Linked DNA regions of Mus musculus: all the other regions are linked to region 2. Evidence: chromatin contacts called from public HiChIP or PLAC-seq data. All regions are on one chromosome and are shown on one strand. The core of a region is the stretch at or near the end of the contact, and the rest is flanking DNA. Distances in the headings are between cores, read along the strand shown. Region 1 overlaps Npas3 (neuronal PAS domain protein 3). Region 2 overlaps Npas3 (neuronal PAS domain protein 3). Region 3 overlaps Npas3 (neuronal PAS domain protein 3). Region 4 overlaps Akap6 (A kinase (PRKA) anchor protein 6).

What was found. HiChIP or PLAC-seq counts read pairs in DNA pulled down with a chosen protein or histone mark.
Region 1: an H3K27ac HiChIP or PLAC-seq map of oligodendrocyte precursor cells shows a contact between it and region 2, with 5 times the contacts expected there. The contact joins two enhancer-like sites. A contact is called at or near these places in 1 of 484 Hi-C or Micro-C datasets (embryonic fibroblasts) and 5 of 115 datasets of contacts at active chromatin or transcription factors (embryonic basal ganglia, embryonic forebrain, embryonic stem cells and 2 more).
Region 3: a contact with region 2 is called in an H3K27ac HiChIP or PLAC-seq map of oligodendrocyte precursor cells, with 5 times the contacts expected there. The contact joins two enhancer-like sites. A contact is called at or near these places in 1 of 115 datasets of contacts at active chromatin or transcription factors (oligodendrocyte precursor cells) and 1 of 9 other capture datasets (embryonic stem cells).
Region 4: a contact with region 2 is called in an H3K27ac HiChIP or PLAC-seq map of oligodendrocyte precursor cells, with 6 times the contacts expected there. The contact joins two enhancer-like sites. A contact is called at or near these places in 2 of 115 datasets of contacts at active chromatin or transcription factors (embryonic basal ganglia and oligodendrocyte precursor cells) and 1 of 9 other capture datasets (embryonic stem cells).

Annotation. Positions count from the first base shown.
Region 1 is chr12:53,290,970-53,293,706 of GRCm38.p6, forward strand. All of the region lies in intron 1 of Npas3 (neuronal PAS domain protein 3), which reads left to right. Gm51419 (a long non-coding RNA gene) reads left to right here. Exons shown (of 2, transcript XR_003950183.1): 1 at 1-2,737. Among named protein-coding and RNA genes, the nearest start is that of 1700030L22Rik, 25 kb to the right of the region's middle. Within about 2 kb of position 1,267, at least 104 of the 459 cell types and tissues checked have an H3K27ac peak or open chromatin away from gene starts, as enhancers often do. A contact at or near this core is called in oligodendrocyte precursor cells, where this site is marked.
Region 2 is chr12:54,032,614-54,035,625 of GRCm38.p6, forward strand. All of the region lies in intron 7 of Npas3 (neuronal PAS domain protein 3), which reads left to right. Among named protein-coding and RNA genes, the nearest start is that of Gm35818, 110 kb to the right of the region's middle. Within about 2 kb of position 1,483, at least 36 of the 459 cell types and tissues checked have an H3K27ac peak or open chromatin away from gene starts, as enhancers often do. A contact at or near this core is called in oligodendrocyte precursor cells, where this site is marked.
Region 3 is chr12:53,320,667-53,323,366 of GRCm38.p6, forward strand. The region is part of intron 1 of Npas3 (neuronal PAS domain protein 3); the gene reads left to right. Among named protein-coding and RNA genes, the nearest start is that of 1700030L22Rik, 4.9 kb to the left of the region's middle. Within about 2 kb of position 1,420, at least 7 of the 459 cell types and tissues checked have an H3K27ac peak or open chromatin away from gene starts, as enhancers often do. A contact at or near this core is called in oligodendrocyte precursor cells, where this site is marked.
Region 4 is chr12:53,123,537-53,126,316 of GRCm38.p6, forward strand. All of the region lies in intron 12 of Akap6 (A kinase (PRKA) anchor protein 6), which reads left to right. Among named protein-coding and RNA genes, the nearest start is that of Npas3, 120 kb to the right of the region's middle. Within about 2 kb of position 1,320, at least 44 of the 459 cell types and tissues checked have an H3K27ac peak or open chromatin away from gene starts, as enhancers often do. A contact at or near this core is called in oligodendrocyte precursor cells, where this site is marked.

The DNA of each region.
Region 1 (2,737 bases), core at 17-2,516, 740 kb before region 2:
GGAGGAAGGCACATCTTAGTGGTGGGCTTGACAATAGAGCTCTCCATGACCTCTGTCTTACGTTCGTGGAATTTAGGCCATGTTTGAGTAGATGCTCCAGTGCGCTGTAGAATCTGTTGGGCTTTGCTTTCTAGTCGGTAACCTGCAGGACAGACATCCACACAACACAAGCACCACAGCCAGGGACTGCTTAGGAGGATTCGCCTTGCCTGCCGTGTTAGCTGTTCCTACGCAAATCATAACCCCCAGTGTTTCCTGCAGCATTTGTCTAATGCCAAAGAGACACGTTTTGTCTAGAAAACAAAAACTTCTGTTAGACTTTTAGCTTCTTTTAGACTTGACTTTCTTTTGGAATTTTCGGTGGAGGCTTTCTGAGGAAGTTTTTGGGTTTTTTTTTTTTTTTTCCACGTTTATTTGCTTGTTTCTACATATGTCCATGAAAGATTGTATTTATTGAACAAATGAAATGGAACTAAACTCCCAAGAGAGGGCATGCCATGGAAGAGGAAAGAAATCAGAGGCTGAGATCGGTCTCAAGGGCTCACAGGAGGACAAGCAGTCAGCCTACGTGTGTTTCACAAGGATGCTCAGGTCTTAGAGTCGGGGCCTGGATGTCAGCAGCTGAGTCTCCATAATGCATGGGAAGGATCTAGGAGAAGCTTTACGGTTCTGTCACAGCATGGCTGGTGAGAGAAGGTGGACGGTCGTGATCAAGGGCAGATGGCTGTGAGTGAGGCATCAGTCAGAAAGTCCACAGTGCTTCATGATTGACGTGAGTTAACCTGTCATTCAGAGAGGGCATAGAGTGGGCATTCTCACAGATACCTGAGTGGACATGGAATTCACCGGGGATTCTGAACTCTGTGGAATGCCACGCCCTTTCAGATTGCCACTGTGTAGCGGTAGTTTGGGGACCTCACTTTCAGAGACACGAGCAGGGGGCTCTGAGTTGACATCGCTCACTTGCGTTTGTATGATTTGCAGGGAGCATAAGAGCCACGGGCTTTCCTCCCCACAAATGTGCCCACACTTAAGCTTATGTTTTAGGAAAAAGGTAGGAATGTTCAGAAGTCTTAACCCGGGTTCCGCTGAGAAACGCATATGCTAATAAGGAGAAAGGGGAATGTGTTCTGTTCAATAGAAAATATTTTGGCTAGACTACCGGGTGCCTACCTTGCAAGGAATCACAGATATTTGGCATGTTCAGAAAAGCGTTGGACGGGGCTGATTTGTTCTGACCATCAGGAAGCTGTGGAGCCAGGACCCGGGGAGCCGTCTGTTTGCACTGGTTTATGGTGCTGAGGTCAGTGGAGAGGGAGGGTTTTGTTTCCATGACTGCATGTCAGTATATTTTTAAAATGTGACCTCCATCTAAAGGTGATACTAACAATAATCAATTCATACATGATTTTGAAATATTATTTGGTGGGGGCCCAGGTTGGAACTATCATCTTGAGGGGGCTACTGAGTCGTGGGCTCACCAAGTTTGTGGTGGCACTGCCGAGGATTGAGGGCAGGGTCGGACATTTTTTTCCAGCCGGCCTGTGGGAATGCAGGTCTCCCCTCCAGAGTGGATATGATTTTACTCGATTTTTTTTTTAAGGTGGAGAAATGAATGGGGCATGCATTCATGTTTTTCACCTAGGCCAAGTGGAAGACTTTGCAGTGATGTAACCCATTAGGCTAGAGAAGCTTTTCTGTGCACTGCCCCGCAGGGCCGAGAGTAAGTTATGAATGCCGCACTGTTCTCAGCCCAGAGGGCCTTGCCGGGAAGAGAGCGGTGTGCCTGGGCCCCAGCTATTGAGAAGATGCCAGTCAGGAATGAAAACGTCTTTCATGAAACTATAGCTAACTTCCCTGTGACACATTACCATAAAGCAGGGATATTTTAAAAACCAACAGTCTGAAAATACACACAATACTTCATAAAAGTCGGAAGGCTTTATGTTCGAGGGTGCATGTTGAGTGACTTAAAAATAGACAGGTTTGTGTCAGAATGCTTTTGAGGGAATTGTTCTAAGTAGCTTTCCTCCTCGCTCCCTCTGTCTGTTCACAGCTCTGGTTTCTTTTGCCTTTTGGTTGAAATTACAAAAGATGTCTTCTGAGACAAACGCTGGCCCATGACATCAGGACGAAGGAATGCTCGGCCTGGCCCAGCGTGTGTATAGCATCAGCTGCTTAACAAAATGTTACATTTTCCAGGGTGGATTTAAAAATTCCGGAGGATCCCTGAGTGTAGGGGCTGAGTTCAGACAGACTGTTACAGGAGCTCTTGTTAGAGGCATGCCAAAATGAGAATTTTTTTTTACGTTAATATTACAGACTTCCTACTCCCCTCCCCCGAAACAGAAAAATGTACTGTGGTCTGTATAAGACATATGATAAAAATTGATGGCTGTAACCACAGTAGGCTAGCATAGAATTTTAAATTTTGAAAAAATTATAGATGTTACAGATGTAAATTTGAATACTAAATTTTTGATTTGTTTTTTGAGTTAAATTTTGTGGACTTATATAACTCATATTCAGTGAGAATACATAAAATAATTTTAATTACTCTTTATTATTGTTAGGTCTTACCAGGACTTAATTTGGAACATTCCATATCATTTCCTGTATTTGGAGAGCACATAAACAGTTTGACCATAGTTCAGCATATGCATAAAATATTTATTTTTAATTTTTAACTGTGAATATCCAGTTAAAGTTCGTTATTGTTATTAATCTCTACTTCTAC
Region 2 (3,012 bases), core at 233-2,732:
AATTTTTAGAATCGATCTTTCCCAAAAACGATGTCTCCTTTCAGCTCTGGGCTGTGCATCTCTGTGCCCCAAGCCTTGTTTTAAGCCTTGCTATAAAATGGAAATCCTGATAAAGACATAGAAATAGCAACGGAAATCAGCAAGACGGGGGAAAGTGCTGTCGCTGCTGACACTCCACCCTCATCTATTTAAACAGCTTCGGAAAAGAAACTGCTAGAAGCTGGTTAAGGAGTTTCCAAATGTGTGACTGTAAATGACTATCTCTAATCATGGCTGAATAAACCAAACGCAGCAAATGAGCTGGCGGCTCACACAGAAGGCCCGAGACTGTTGGAATTGCATCTGCTGAATGGATAATGACCCATGTCAGTGCATGGGTCTTTGGAAAGTTAAAGTCCTAAGTTTGATCAATTCGTTTATATATGTACACAGACAGAGAGGCTGACAGACATGTGTGTACATGTACACACACACACACGTATATATTTAGGAAAAGAATAGAGGAAAATGTCCTCTGACATTTCATCCTGAATTGGTAGGGAAAGCACTGGGCAAGTAATTACTGGGTTTGATCATTAAGGAGTGTTATATCTAAATTCGTGGAATACTGGAGTTTAAAACTGACCTACCTGTTTGCTTTAAACAACTTTAACTATCAAGCATAAACATTATTACTTATGTTTTTCCTTTAAGAGGAAAATTTAAAAACTCCTCCTCCTGAGGAGACTGCCCTCCACTGATGGTCAGCTTGGCTGTCAAGTCCATGTGGCTAACTCTTTTTAATTCTCTAACTTCTATAACTGAGGGAGAGAAGAGCTGGCGACACTCGGTATCTAAATCATCTCTTAACGTTTTCCTTTCTGGTCAAAACACACGCGTTATCATCCCATAGTTCTGTATGATGAAGGAGGGGCAGGACACGTGCCCTTTTGTGAGGCCACCTTCATGTTTCCTCTTGGCTGGGACTGCTGTCTTCATGCAGGGAGCACCTCTCGGCTGGCTTTGAACATTCATTGGCTTTGTTATAGTTTAGAACATCAATATAAAATTCTGCTAGCAAACTTGAGACAAAAATAAGAGATGCAGAATATGACTGGTTGTTGAACTCAGGAAATGTATGCCGAATGTAGCAAGGAGTTAATCGAGGGCCAGGAACATACCCTTGCCTTTGTTTCTAGCCAAACATAGAATTTATTAGATCTTTCCCAGTAAGCTATGAGCCTATGGGTTCCAAAGACAGTGTATCACATATCATAGCATCTCTCTCTGAGAAGTAGAGCAGGAGGAGGAAATAGGAAGCCAGTTTTCATCCCTTGCCTGGCATGAGACTTGTTCCAAATCTTCTTTGTTTCCCAACATGGTTGGAAGATACAATCGAAGCCTGTTATATTGAGAAGAACTGCCTCTCTGCCCTGTCAGTGGCGCTAAGCCACCAGGGGTTCTGGGGGGCCAGGAAGGGTGATGCCCATCCTCCACACCAACTGACAGGGGATGCGAAACTTGCCCTCTCCTACAGCACAATGGTGCTCTGTCCTTCTCTAGGAGACTTTAATATAGTAACTGAATCAGGTGAAATTTGATCAGATGTGTACAGCTCCGTCTTCTCACTTTGCCACATAACAATTTATAGAGGTGTTTCTACCATGGTCCTGTTTTATTAAATGATATTTGAAGTGTTCCACTCTCAGAGAAAATGTGGTTTATATCCTTGGCATACATTTACATAATCTCGTTAAGGAGATCTGGCAGCTTAGTTAAACTATCCCAATAAAAAATATATATATCTTATCTTTGGTAGAAGAAAGGCTGTTTTCTCCAGAGGGAACAAGAGGCAGATATGGGATCTGGGCCCATTTTGAGACCTTTGGCTCTAGTTATAGTTCTGTTTTCCATGTTATGTATTTGAACTTTGTTAAAAGAGATAGATGAGGAGTAACTTATGTTTGGAGGACCCAGTCATGTAAGGAGAGGATGCTCTATCTAATGTATATTAAATGTGGATTTTAAAAGGGAATTTTTACTTGTTGCCTTAGAAAATATTTCTATTAAAAAAAAAATAAAACAAGGGTGATGAATTACCAGCAATCTCTCAGCTCCCCCGCTGGAGCCATCAAATTAAGGGTTAACCTCCCAGGATCCCCTGAATTAATCAGGAGCTGAGCCAGCGGCAGGATGGGGAGGGGGAGGGGATTGGCAGAGCTCAGCCTCCCCCAGGAGGCTCCCAGCACAACAGAGCAGCCCACTGTGGTATAGCCACTGAGAAGGCAGACCCTTTCACAAAGAAAAAAGCAAGCACCGGAAGCCTGTCTCTAGCCCCCTCACACACACACTCCCCCCCACACACACCCCACCCCACATCCCACCCCTGCACCAGCTCAGGCCTCCTGCCTATCAGGTGCCAATCCTCCGTTGTCTGGGAACCAAAAAGCACTAGGTCTGACTATTTTTCAGTACAGAGTTCATTGTAAATACATGCTTTTCTTTTTTGGAAGTCAGGCTATGCGTGCCCCTGGGTGGCCTTTTTAGGCTCCATGGGCTCATCCAGCTCTCTGTGGAGAGAAGCCTTAGCTGGGTGGACAGTAAGGCCTGCCAACCTCTGCCATACCAAGCAGCAGGGAGAGCCAGTGCCCCGGACCTCCTGAGAGACAAAGAATCTAAAGTGGTAGAGATGGGGCCTGGGAATCCGCCTTCCTTACAAGCTTTCTTTTCTCGTGGCACATACAATTTTAAGAACCACTCATTCCAGAAGCTGTTTGGGCTGGTTGGTTTAAACAAAACCCCTGCTATCGCCATCAGTTACTTCATGGTTTCTAAAGAGCTCACTCTATGAGCTCTCCCTCTGCAACCTGGCCTTTGAATCACATTGGGTATCTGTGAGAAAGAGTACCGATGCCCATGCTCACACACATCTCTGTCCCAGTGGGTTACCCTTCAGGACCCGAGCACCTCTGGTGAGAACTGAAAGACTCCCTCTTCCTTCCCTTCGTGCTGCTATCTACAGCTTGAGATACC
Region 3 (2,700 bases), core at 170-2,669, 710 kb before region 2:
GGAAGTGGGAGAATTGCCAGAAAGCACTTGGAAGGGTTTATACTGTTATACTGCCTCTGGGTCTGAAGCTACAGGGAATCCACCCTGGAGTGGGGCGTGGCTGCAAGAACTCTCTCAGTGGCCTGGGTCAAGAATCTGAGATGGGTGGGGGTGGCAGTGGGATGCAAACCCTCACTGGGCTTTTTCTCCTTTTTATTCAGTCTGGGGCCCAAGAATATGGAATGCTGTAATCAGTTCCACTGTGGGATGGTGTCTTCACTCCTCAGTTAAATTTCTCATTTTCCTCAAAGATAGGCCCTAAGGTTATGTCTCTTAGGTGATTCAAAATTCAGTCAAGTTGACAATGACTAGCCATTAGGGGTTCTTTTGGGAGAGGGACTAGTTCATCTCGTGATGCAGAACAGATGCTGGGGTGGAAGCTGGAGAATGCCGGGCCGACCTTGGCATTTAGCTGACCTCCAGATGATTTACAGGTGGCATGGTCCCTGCCTTTCAAGCAGCGCTCAGCATCTTCTCTAGATGGTGCACAGCCCGAGCTTCTGCACAGCCTGAGCTTCCGCACAGCCCGAGCTTCTGCACAGCCTGAGCTTCTTGGCCGATGCTCTGGAGGGAATTCTCAAATGGGAAACGAGTGCTTCCAAATCTAAGCGCTTGTCATTCAGGGAGAGAATGGGTCTTTTCCAAAGACTGCGATTTAAAATGATGTCATAGGCTAATGGTGTTCACCTCAGTTTTACTTTATGAATTCCGCAGACTTCTTTAAAGACCACAAACCAGTGGCAATGAAACATATTTTCATTTTAGAAAATGACTATTTTAGTGTTCTTATGAAAGCTATCATTTTAGTTAGTAAAATCCAAAGCACTAGATTCATTATATGCTAGGCAACTTCCTCTTCACAATTAATAGTGAAGTGTTTCTCCTATTATTGGAGAGAATCGTCTGTTTAAAGTGCATTAATGCTAAGAAGGTGACATGTCTTTGATACTTGCTTGTGCATAAAGGTGGCCGAAAGAGAATCATAAGGACACAGGAAGTACAAGCTTACTTCAAGAAATCGCTTTCCCAGGAACCCACATGAAAGGTGTCAAAGATACTCTTAGAACCTGGACAGACAGTCTCTCTCTCTCTCTCTCTCTCTCTCTCTCTCTCTCTCTCTCTCACTCTCTCTCTCCCTCACTCCCTCCCTCCCTCCTTCCTTCCCTTTTTCTCTCCCAACCCCCTCTCTCCCTCCATCCCTCCCACCCTCCCTCTTTCCTTTAAGATTACTGGCCTAAGCATTATCTTGCTCAACTTCATATTATCCTCAAATTTCATTGAATAAAAATGAGTTTGAATTTAGTAAATGAAGTCAGCTTGATTCCTACAGTCCCTTCACCACCCAGGTGTCAGGCCAGCCCAAGCTGTTTAGTACAATGAAGGTTCTTGTTTGACCATAACCACACATCTCACGCCACAGGCAATCAGCATTTTAATTAGTGATTCAAAGGAAAGCCATTGTCCTCTAGTTGCTTTATCATAATTGCCAAATAATTTTCCATTGAATAAATAAATAATGTAAAGGAGAAACCTCCCCTCGTAATGCTGTCATTAAGGCTTCATTTTTTTTTACCCCCTCATTTGTATTTGTATTAACACACAGCCCACTTGAAAGGGAGTAATTATAATGGCTTTCTGACAGTAGCCTATGGTTTATAAAACCCGGGGATGGTTTCCTTTTCTATCAGTGCTTTGCACTGCTTGGCTCATTTCAAGGCTTAGATAAAGGAAGCTCATGGTGACTGGTGCCTCTTGGAAGGTGTGTGAAAGTGAATGATTGATTTGCTGGGTGCATCATTGGAACTAGGTAACTCGCATTATGACTCTGATGTACTGTGTAATTGATGCAAGTCCTTTCATAGCATCCTGAGATTGAAATCAATATTCATTTGGAGTGCAACAACTGTAATAAACTACATTCCTTTTGTAAGCAGTGGTCTAAGGCTTTGTAAAGGATCAGTTAGGAGTGACAGATTAACATTAGGTCAGGCTGGGGTCTATTTGAATAGATATGAACAATGTCTTCAAAACACCCCATTTAAAGCATCCGATTTCAAGAAATGAACTTTTTGATTCCATTGCTTAGAAACTTCTTTCACTTTGCCTCTGTAGGAGTCACTCCTCTTTCCACCGACAGACCTGGACTCAGGATAAAGAACGGGCACAAATGTTCACAAACGGGGTCATTTTCATGCAAAACAGTGCACATGCTATTTATAGTCCTTGATAGATTTTTTTTTTTTAAAAAAAGAATGTCTCATCTGTGTTGTTATGTCTTTCAAAATATTGATGATTGGTGATTGAAATTTGCATCCTGCCTTCAGAAAATGGCTCTGACTCTCACTTGAGATACCAAGGAGATGTGTTCTGAAGAATAGAGGAATCAATACCAATTAATCCTTACAGTCAGGCCGCGTGTTTATCATCTTAAGTGCTGCTATGGGACAACAGTTTAGAGACCAAGATGGCCGGTTTTAAGATCAGATGAATTTAGGTTCCAATCTGGCCGTCAGCTAGCTGGATTGAGCATGTGATCCAAAATTCAGCCTCCACTGCTATCTGCTAAAGGCAGATACTCAGAGTAATACCGGGATAAGGGAATGACCTAATTATATCTAAAGGACACACTGCTTGGTCTGTTTTGAGCATTCAGTATATGGC
Region 4 (2,780 bases), core at 70-2,569, 910 kb before region 2:
CCTCATCCATTCCCGATCATCTTTATCCGCATCACCTTTGTTGGCTCTTCTTACAGCATTTGCTTTCCCCAAGGCTGGGGATGGGGAAAAGAGTTGCAGCAATACCTATCCTCTTCCCTAGGCCACCCATCTCACTGAGATTTAAAAGAGTCAACCGGATGCAACCTGCTTCATGTGCAGAGATGAGGACCAAAACATATCAGCTAAGGATGCTAGGCAATTCCTCCCACTGCACATGGTGTACTTCTTGAAGCATCTTTACTGGACCTTCACTTCCACCCCCTACCAGGGACTGCAACCCAATTGAAGAACTCAGTTTTAGTCTGAAATAATCAAGGTGGAGAAGGGGCTAGATGGGGATTCAGGTAGCTTTGCATTTTAAAGGATTTTTAAAGGATTCTTGTAAGATCACCAATCCACCACATCTAAACCAAGGACATTAAAACTGTTTTAACTGACAAAGCAAACCGGGAGGATGCGAGGGGTCCGACTCATGCCTCTCTGCTTCCTTCTTTTCTTGCATTAGTTAGAAAGAGCCCACTTCACATAGAGAAAGGAGGCCAATTTTCAAAATGCAGCCACCCCCCCCCCTTTTTTTTCCCTTAACAGCACTCATACAGTAGCAATGGCAAAATAAACAACGATGTGTTGGATTTTGTTTTTCTTTATCTATATGACATTTGTGTCATCACAGGAGCCCTAATCCATATTCAGGTCTTCATGTTTGGTGTGCAGTAATATGTAAATGATCTCGCCAGCTGCATGGAGCAGTGTTTGTTGATTCTATTTCTTTTGGCACTGCACAGAACTGAATTTCTGCCAAAAACGGGGCTGCTTCAGGGAGCGCTGGTGCTCCAGGAGGAAGTTTTGAAAGGAAACGCACATCATAAGTCCTCACTCTGTGAAGCAGAAAAATCAAAACAAACTCGCTGTTTACTAAAATAGCGGTATTATGAATGTAAAATAATGTGTTTGTTAAAATATAATGAGCACACTGCCCATCTCCGGGATGCATGGCGTATGTGGGCTTTGGAAGCGAGGGCACAACGTTGAGAAAGCTGGTGCATTTTGATTCTTGGAAAGAAAATAGGTGAAATGAGATAGACAGAGACACCATGTAGAAGTTTAAGGAGGAAAGAAATATTTTAGCATGCATATTAATCTTTGGAAACACATGGCATATACATGCATTTAAATGTGGACAGCTGTGGCGTTTAAGTGTTAAAAAATTTCATTAATGATGCATAGAGCTATCTACTTCTGTTGGCAGGCCTTTCAGTCTTCAATCTGACACTTCCTTTTTTATCCAGCAAGCTAATTTCCCCTCTTTTGTGAGGAGTAACTGTTTTCACACTACTGCTTACCCAGCAAGCCTCCTTATTGTTTCATGGCTAATTATCTTCTCCAGCTTCACCTTCCCCAGTGAGGAGAGCAGGGCAGTTTCTCCCAGCACTAATGAAAGCTAGGTTTTTATGGGTACACTGTGTAAATAAATGTAAGCTCTGATCAGGCAACATAATAAATGAGCTCCTAAAGTTTATGGAGTCACAGCTCACCTAGTACTTTGCTAAACAACTAAGCAAAATGATTAATCTGGTGAAGGAGGGGACTTTAGGTGTTGAGGAAAAAAGTGACAGCTCTGTCAATTTAATATGGGAGCTCTCTGCAGGAATAACACAAGGAATCTCTATCCATCTGGATGTCCCTGGTGGTCCCCAATAGCACAGCTTACAAGGAAGTCCTTTGGAAACTATGGCTGATCTGGTCAGAGGTGGAGATCATCTGGAATTATATGTATGTTTCTGATTACTTCCAATGTATTAACGAAAAAGCAACCACCAGGATCCGTGTAATATAAAATGCTCTCTAACACACTGAATGCAAGCACAGCAGAGACTCCAGCCACAAAGGCTGCATTGCCAACGGCCTTAAGGGAGTGAAGCCAGCAGGTTTGGTGTAGGTAATTAGCCCTGCTGGCAGCCCAGAGTCTTGCTTATGTGTAGTATGAACTCAGTGTATTCTGTAGGTAGCCCTCCTAAGGAGCCACATTCGAACAACTTAGAGCACTTAGTTATAGTTAGCCCAAAAGGGGGGAAATTAAATACACCCTAACCCCTAAAGAGTGCATTTTATTTTTCTTTTACAAAATAAATTTATATGTAATCTAATTTTCTCTGGGTTTAAATTATTATTTCCTTGACATAGAAATCTCTGCTTTCTGTTACTGTGCTGACATGTAAAATCGGACTGGGAGCCTCCACTTTTGTTGCTACGACAGAACACTGGAATGAATCAATTGCAGGGGAAGGAACTCGTTGGTTCACAGTTTCGTAGGTTTCTGATCAGATACGATTGGCTCCACTGCTTTTGGGCCAGGTAAGATAGAACATCCGGACTGGGAACTCGTGGGAGAGCAAAGCAGCCCAGTTCACGGAAGGCAGGAAGTGGAGAGAAAAAGATACAGCCTTCAGAAACAAGTCCCCCGTGACTTCCTCCCACCAGAGAGGCTCTCCCTCCATTCCCGGTGGGTCAACCCAGTAATGAGGTTCGGATCCTCATGATGACCCATTTACTTTCCTGCCGCCAGCTGAGGAATAAGCTTTCAACCCTCAGACCTTTTTATATCCAAACCACAAGACCCAGGACCACTGCTTTTATTCCAAACAAGATGAGTTTTTAAATATACGGGGATTTCAGAAACTTTAGTGTTCTTCTCTTAAAATCTCAAACATAATTCTACATTTTTAGTACATCTAAGGATTCTGTATCATGAATCAGAA